Linked DNA regions of Rattus norvegicus: region 2 is linked to region 1. A link is a contact called in public Hi-C data. All regions are on one chromosome and are shown on one strand. Each heading gives the region's core, a stretch centred on a gene start, on an enhancer-like site or on the middle of the called end of the contact. The rest is flanking DNA. Distances are from core to core; before and after follow the strand shown.

Region 1 (3,053 bases), core at 338-2,837:
GCCTACCTACACATATCAGTGCGTACCACATGCACGCTGAGATCCTAGAGGTTTAAAGAGGGCACTGGAACCCCTGGGACTGAAGTTGTAAATGGTTGTGAGCCACCATGTAGATGCTGGGAGCTGAACCCTAGCACTCTGCAAGTATTCTAAGTCACCAAGCCATCTCTTCAGCATGGACACATCCTTTTTATGACTTTATCCCTTCATCATTATAAAATAACTTACTCTTCGGCAGTATCTTTTACTACGAAACCTACGACATGAGAATGTGTTGGTGGGGTAAGAGCACAGGTTCAGTTTTAAATTTGTATGTGTTCATACATGAGGTGAGATCACCAGGAGACCCTAAGATGTAGCACCAGTTAAGATGGTCTTGAATTGGGATCTACTAGGATGCCATAGAAATGATCTATAATTACACGATTTAGAATTTTCCACTTGTCCTAGGTCATGCCAGCAAGAGTTTGCGGTATCAAGTTTCATTATACGCTCTAGTGGATTAATTATTCATGAGGCTTCTCATGATGTTGTTTTAGGTCTCTTGAACGCTACTTAAGCCTTGGGTTCCCTACCTTTTCCTCCTGCTTTCACGTTTATTTTCCTTCTAAATAGTGAAATCTCAGGCCACCAAAAATATCCCTTCAACTTCATCCCAATAAAAACATAGTTACCTGCAACTGCAAGCCCTATTTCCTCCACTCTGCCTCTCATAAGTGTTTCTCTTACAGAAAGGTGCTGTTTCTATGCCAACACTAAATATCCTATATTTGGTTGTGACTTGACTGTCTATTGTGCTATTCTAAGAGACAGCAGTACTCCTCTCCACTGTACCGGGAAGCCTTTAGTGTCTCTCATTGACTTTAGGCTGCTCAAGTCTCCCATCTAAGACGTTAACACCACACTGCCCTTTTAGCTCCCACACTCTCCTCCACAAATCTCCTCAGTTACTGCCATCTCTACCTCATCAGCTCTTTATTCCTCCAGGTGTGATCCACAGCTTCTACTTCACCACTTTCAGGAAACTACTGTTCACCTACCCCGTATCTCACTGTATACTAACAATCATCCTTCATTTCTTTTCTACTTGACTCTCAGAAGAACAGGTGAGTCCCCCAAAGGCATATTTAATAACATACAATTCTGGGACAGTTAAGATGGTGATTTGGGCTTAAGGATCCACTTTTTAGTCCAAAACCACATACTCTTATCTAAGGCTCAGCAGCGTCATATGGCTTCAGAAATCACGGAGGTACAGAGACGGGTGGGGAATCCCGTGATTTTGTCTCACCTGAAATGGACAGCTCTAAGTGTTTGACATCAACAGGATTCTGGGTCCAGTACTGCCAGGTGACTTTTGTACACACGTTGTGAAGCTTTTTTTTTCCCCTTTTAAATTTACGGTTTTTAGTCTTAATACTAGCGACTAGTTCATCCTCCCCCAAACCTGTGTGGGCCAAAACATAAGTATCTGGCTGCTTGTCTGCAAGATACCCTCCTCTCCTAAACCCGGCATTAGGGGACACTAGAGTGGGCTTCAGGCCTCGCTTTACCTTGAGGCGTCAGGCGCGAGCGGCGGGCTCTGGGGCTGTCCGCAGCGCGCGCCCAACGTCCCGCGACGCTCTAGCCACCGAGGCTGGACCCGGGCCAGCGGAAGCAACCGGACGAGGTTAGGGTCAGATGGCGACGGCCCTTACTCCGTGCCTCCTAGGAGCTTGGCGTCTGTAGGCTCGCGCCCTCTGCGCCTGCGCCAGCTGCCGGCTCTGCAGAAACACGTGCCCTTCCGCTTGCTGCGTCAGGGCGGGGCCGCGGCGTCGCGACGCAACTCGCTCTCTGACTTACGTCACGGCGCGGGCGGAAGATGGCCGGGTTGGTTGCCCGCAGCTGCTAACCCGGCAGTGCGGAGCTGGAGCCTGGCTCCCGCTGCCGCGAAGCGGCCGTCGCCATGTCGCTGCTGCAGTCTGCACTGGACTTCCTGGCGGGCCCTGGTTCTCTTGGCGGAGCTGCCGGCCGTGACCAGAGTGACTTCGTGGGGCAGACTGTGGAGCTGGGCGAGCTGCGTCTGCGGGTGCGGCGGGTCCTGGCCGAGGGTGAGGCGTAAGGCGTCGCCAGGCCGCGGGAGGCAGAAGCTGCCCAGCAGGGTCGCTGCTGGGGTGTGGTTCAAGTCAGGGCGCGCGAGGGTCACCGCTTTAGGCCTAGGTAGCAAAGAGGATCGTGTCCAGGGTGTGAATCGAGTCTGAGACCGAGAGAGTCACGACTGAGGTGTGGGTCAGATCAGGGCCGCGGGGAGTCATCTTTCTGGGCATAGTCTGCCGGAAAAGTCACGGCTGGGATGTAAATCAGGTCATCGCTACGAAGGGACACCGCCGGGGTGTGTGAGTCAGGACGGAGGGGGTCTTGCCAGGAAGGGAGCCCACAGGGAAAAGTGGGTTAAGGCCTTTGGTGGTGACTGCAGAGGATAGGCTACTTCTGGGTTGAACACTTCCTGGTGGGTAGAGTTAGTGCAAGGGACATGCTAGCAGGTGGTTGTCCAGTAAAGGAGGCCTGGGACTGGAGGGATCACCTCTACGTAGCGCCAAAGCTGTATCTGGGGCATATACAAAAAGATTGAAAGGTGGAGTCAAGAGGAGAGCGGAGTCACTCTGGGGTCATAAGCCGTTGTTACTCTTTGTATCCTATGCAGCGTTGTTGTTGCATCCTGAGGACTGTCTTGAGGTGGAAGTGCTTGTGCTGAGTTCTGGGGCCTGTACAGTCTTCCCTTGCTTGGGGAGGTAGGGGATAGATTGTGGGACCCTATAGCCTCTTTTTCTTTTATGGCCTAAGTGTTTGCCTCACCTCTTGAATTTTTCTGTAGTGACCTTGTATAAGTTACAGGAAGCAGAGCCCGTTGGTGTAACCTTTAGGAACCTGCTTGATAGACAATTCCATAGTTATGTGTCTTGACGCCAGCCTAGTTTGTAGGTTCCTCACTCAAGATCTGTAATCAGCCTGTGTGGAGGAGTTTTCTCTTCTGTGATTTTACTTTTTTTTTTTTTTTCCAGAGCTGGGGACCG
Region 2 (3,053 bases), core at 299-2,798, 230 kb after region 1:
GAGTCGGAAGGAGGTCAGGAATCTCACTGTGGCTCAGGTAGAGATGGGCTTGAGGAACTGAAGATCAGACGTACCAAAGGCAAGATAAGAGTATGTGGTGCACATGGCCTGGGTCGTTCTCTTCTCTGTTTAGGAAAATTTCTAGGATTCCAACAGAAGAGTTCCAGGACTTGGATTCTAGACCAAAGTAGGCACAGTTCCAGGACCTACGTGTGGCTCCTCTTCTGACGGCCCAGGAGAGCTAAGCACCTATTATGAGTCCTGGAGTTTTCATTGCTGCATTTTATCCACTTTATATTCATAGTTATGTTCTCCATATATATATATATACATATATATATACATACATATATATATGGACTTAAGAGACAGGAAAACATACCCCATCCCTACAGACTGTGTACCTTTCCAAGCCCTGATACAAAGCAAAACTGAGGAAGATGGCTCAATCGACAGCCTTAGGGAGATTTCAAATCACTATGGGGCATTGGGGTAAAGCCAGCCATTCAGTGGGTGGCTACGAACTTTACCATGACAGATGTTCACAGAGACTGCTTGCCAGTAATGGACACAGCTGGTAATCAGCTTGTCTCCTGCTTGCCCCATCCCTGGACAACTTCTGTGCAGGCCAGTGATTCTCAACTTTCTTAATGCTGTGGCCCTTTAATACAGCTCTTTATGTGACCCCCAACCACAACATTATCTACATTGCTGCTTTATAACTGTAATCTTGCCACTGTTATGAGTCACAATGTAAATATTTTTGAAAATAAGGGTTTGCCAAAGGGATCATGACCTACAGGTTGAGAACTGCTGGTCTAGACGGGCATGGCTGCTAGAGAGGTACGCACTCTAGGGACACGGACTGCAGAAAGATAGTTTGGCGATCTAGGTGCCTCATGGTTCATCCCCACGAGGCCTGGAGATGAGGTCATTAGGACTCAGGACCTGTGTTCCTGAGAGTGTGGGCAGGGAGACCCAGGGGTTAGCCCCATTTGGATGACCATACCTGTAAGGCCCCAAACATACAGAGGTGGGCGTTACTAACTCTGGGTGAGAAAACACTGGCCAGAGGACATATGCGTCCGAGGCTGGAAGTTGCAGGAAAGCCCTGGAAGGTTGCTGACCTCTCAGGAAGAGCCAATACAAGTTCTGTAATCTCCTGCCCTGTCTCCCCCCTCCGCCCCCCCCCCCCCCGCATCCATTGGGCCGCCCCCGTCGGCCAGGTGTTCTTGTCTGTTCCAAGAGACGAAGGAATTGTTTGCTTGGTCTAGTCCACAACAGGTGGGCGACGGATTCCAGGGCTTGTGGTTCTTCACACGTCGATGCGGAAGTAACGAGGCTCTGCGTCTCCACCCTTCTGAAGCCATCTTGCACTAACAGCCCAGAGACTTCGCACGGGAAAGCGGTAACCAGCCTCTTGGGAACGCACTGCTATCCTCCAGTCGCTAGGGGGAAGCATTTGCGCTACGGCGCATGCGCTTTCCTGGCTTCAGGAGGCGTCTTGGCGTTCTTGCTGGCTTCCGCCCCAGGTGAGCTTCCGGCGCGGAGGTCACGGACAAAATGGTGCCCCCGGTTCAGGTCTCTCCGCTCATCAAGGTGAATCCCCTTCACCGTCACTGCGCGGTGCTCACAGCCCTTGTATGCCCCCTTTCCCTTCCCCTCCCCTGACTTAGCATTGCCCACCCTCGAGACTGCCGGCTGTGGTCTCCAAGCAATCCCCGGCCTGCAACCCTTGCACACACACCCGCCCATTGCTCCCTTTCCCAGTCCTCCTCCATCTCCGACCCTGCGATCCCCTTGTCCCACCGGTGTTCCTTCTGCTCTAACGTTTTGTTCTGCAGTTCGGCCGGTACTCCGCTCTGATCCTCGGCATGGCATACGGCGCCAAGCGCTACAGTGAGTTTGGGGATTGGGAGGGCGGGATTCCGGGGAGAGACACCTAGCTGTGTGACACTGCTCGGGCCAGCACCTCCTCGGGAGGGAAATAATTCTAGGCCAGAGGGGAGCAGGTGGGGACAGCTATCCGGAGATTCTGGAGTCGGCTTTTTCACGAAGCAGCATTTTTAGGGAAGAAGTTAATTGCTTCCACTCCCCAGGTTACTTAAAACCCCGGGCAGAGGAGGAGAGAAGAATAGCAGCGGAGGAAAAAAAGAGACTAGATGAGTTGAAACGGATTGAGAGAGAACTGGCAGAAGGTATGGTTTTTAGCCCCTCCCAACACCCACGAGGTTTCTGGAAGTAGCTGCTGTTTAGTGGACCAGGGGCTACCTCATCCCGTGACGCTTTTGTCCAGTGCTGCCCTCCGTAGAGCCTGTGGAGCAGGGGAAGCACACTACCCTTCTCTTGGGTGGCATCTGCAAATTCCCTTTCCTTTCAAGAGGCTACTGCTGAGCAGGCTCTCTGACCCCTCTCTGTTGACTTCCTGTAGATTCCAGTCAGATGGAGAAGGCAGTTGGGGATGCAAGGGATGGTTTTAGTGATGAAGTTAGATTCCCTTGGAATTAGATTGTGAATTGTTTAAGAACTGAAGTCCCCCATAAGGTGGCCCGAGTCTGTATGATGTGTAACATGGTCTCCTTTCACTTTTCAGCTGAAGATGTCAGCATTTTCAAGTGAGGCGGCAGTGATCTTGCTTTTCTCTTGTCGTTGAGGATGAATAAAGCTTCATTGTGTGATGCTCTGGCTTCCTCTCATTACTGCCTTGGTTGTTTGCTGCTAGGCACCAGCTCTGTGGTTCTATCCTGGCTTTTTCTCCTGTAGGGGCTTGGGTGGGGGTGGGGTGTGTGGAGTTTCAAAGGAATTAATGATCCTTACCCAACACACATACAAAGTAAAGCTCAGAAGCATGTGAGGAGTACTGAAGGGTGCAGTGGTAAGTCCAAATTGGGACCCAGGGATGCCAGGGTAATAGAGTGGCCTAGCCTCCTGGTTGCAGCTTGCTCTGCTCTGTGCTCTTCTGCTTATGTCTGCAGCTCAGGGCCCTGCACAGGGGGAAAGGTGGGGGTTGATGCCTTCACAGTAACATGGGTCAAAGTGATCTAAAGCTGAAC

Evidence for each region. A called contact is a pair of places that touch in the nucleus more often than the background predicts.
Region 2: a contact with region 1 is called in a Hi-C map of psoas muscle, with 1.5 times the contacts expected there. The contact joins the promoter of Atp5me here to the promoter of Tmem175 in region 1. A contact is called at or near these places in 2 of 12 Hi-C or Micro-C datasets (the A7r5 cell line and psoas muscle).

Annotation. Positions count from the first base shown.
Region 1 is chr14:1,232,431-1,235,483 of GRCr8, forward strand. Tmem175 (transmembrane protein 175) reads right to left here and starts at 1,588. Exons shown (of 11, transcript NM_001013991.1): 1 at 1,554-1,588. Gak (cyclin G associated kinase) reads left to right here and starts at 1,842. Exons shown (of 28, transcript NM_031030.2): 1 at 1,842-2,090. The coding sequence starts at 1,946.
Region 2 is chr14:1,463,312-1,466,364 of GRCr8, forward strand. Atp5me (ATP synthase membrane subunit e) reads left to right here and starts at 1,549. Exons shown (of 4, transcript NM_080481.1): 1 at 1,549-1,599; 2 at 1,845-1,899; 3 at 2,100-2,198; 4 at 2,594-2,677. The coding sequence starts at 1,564. The coding sequence ends at 2,619.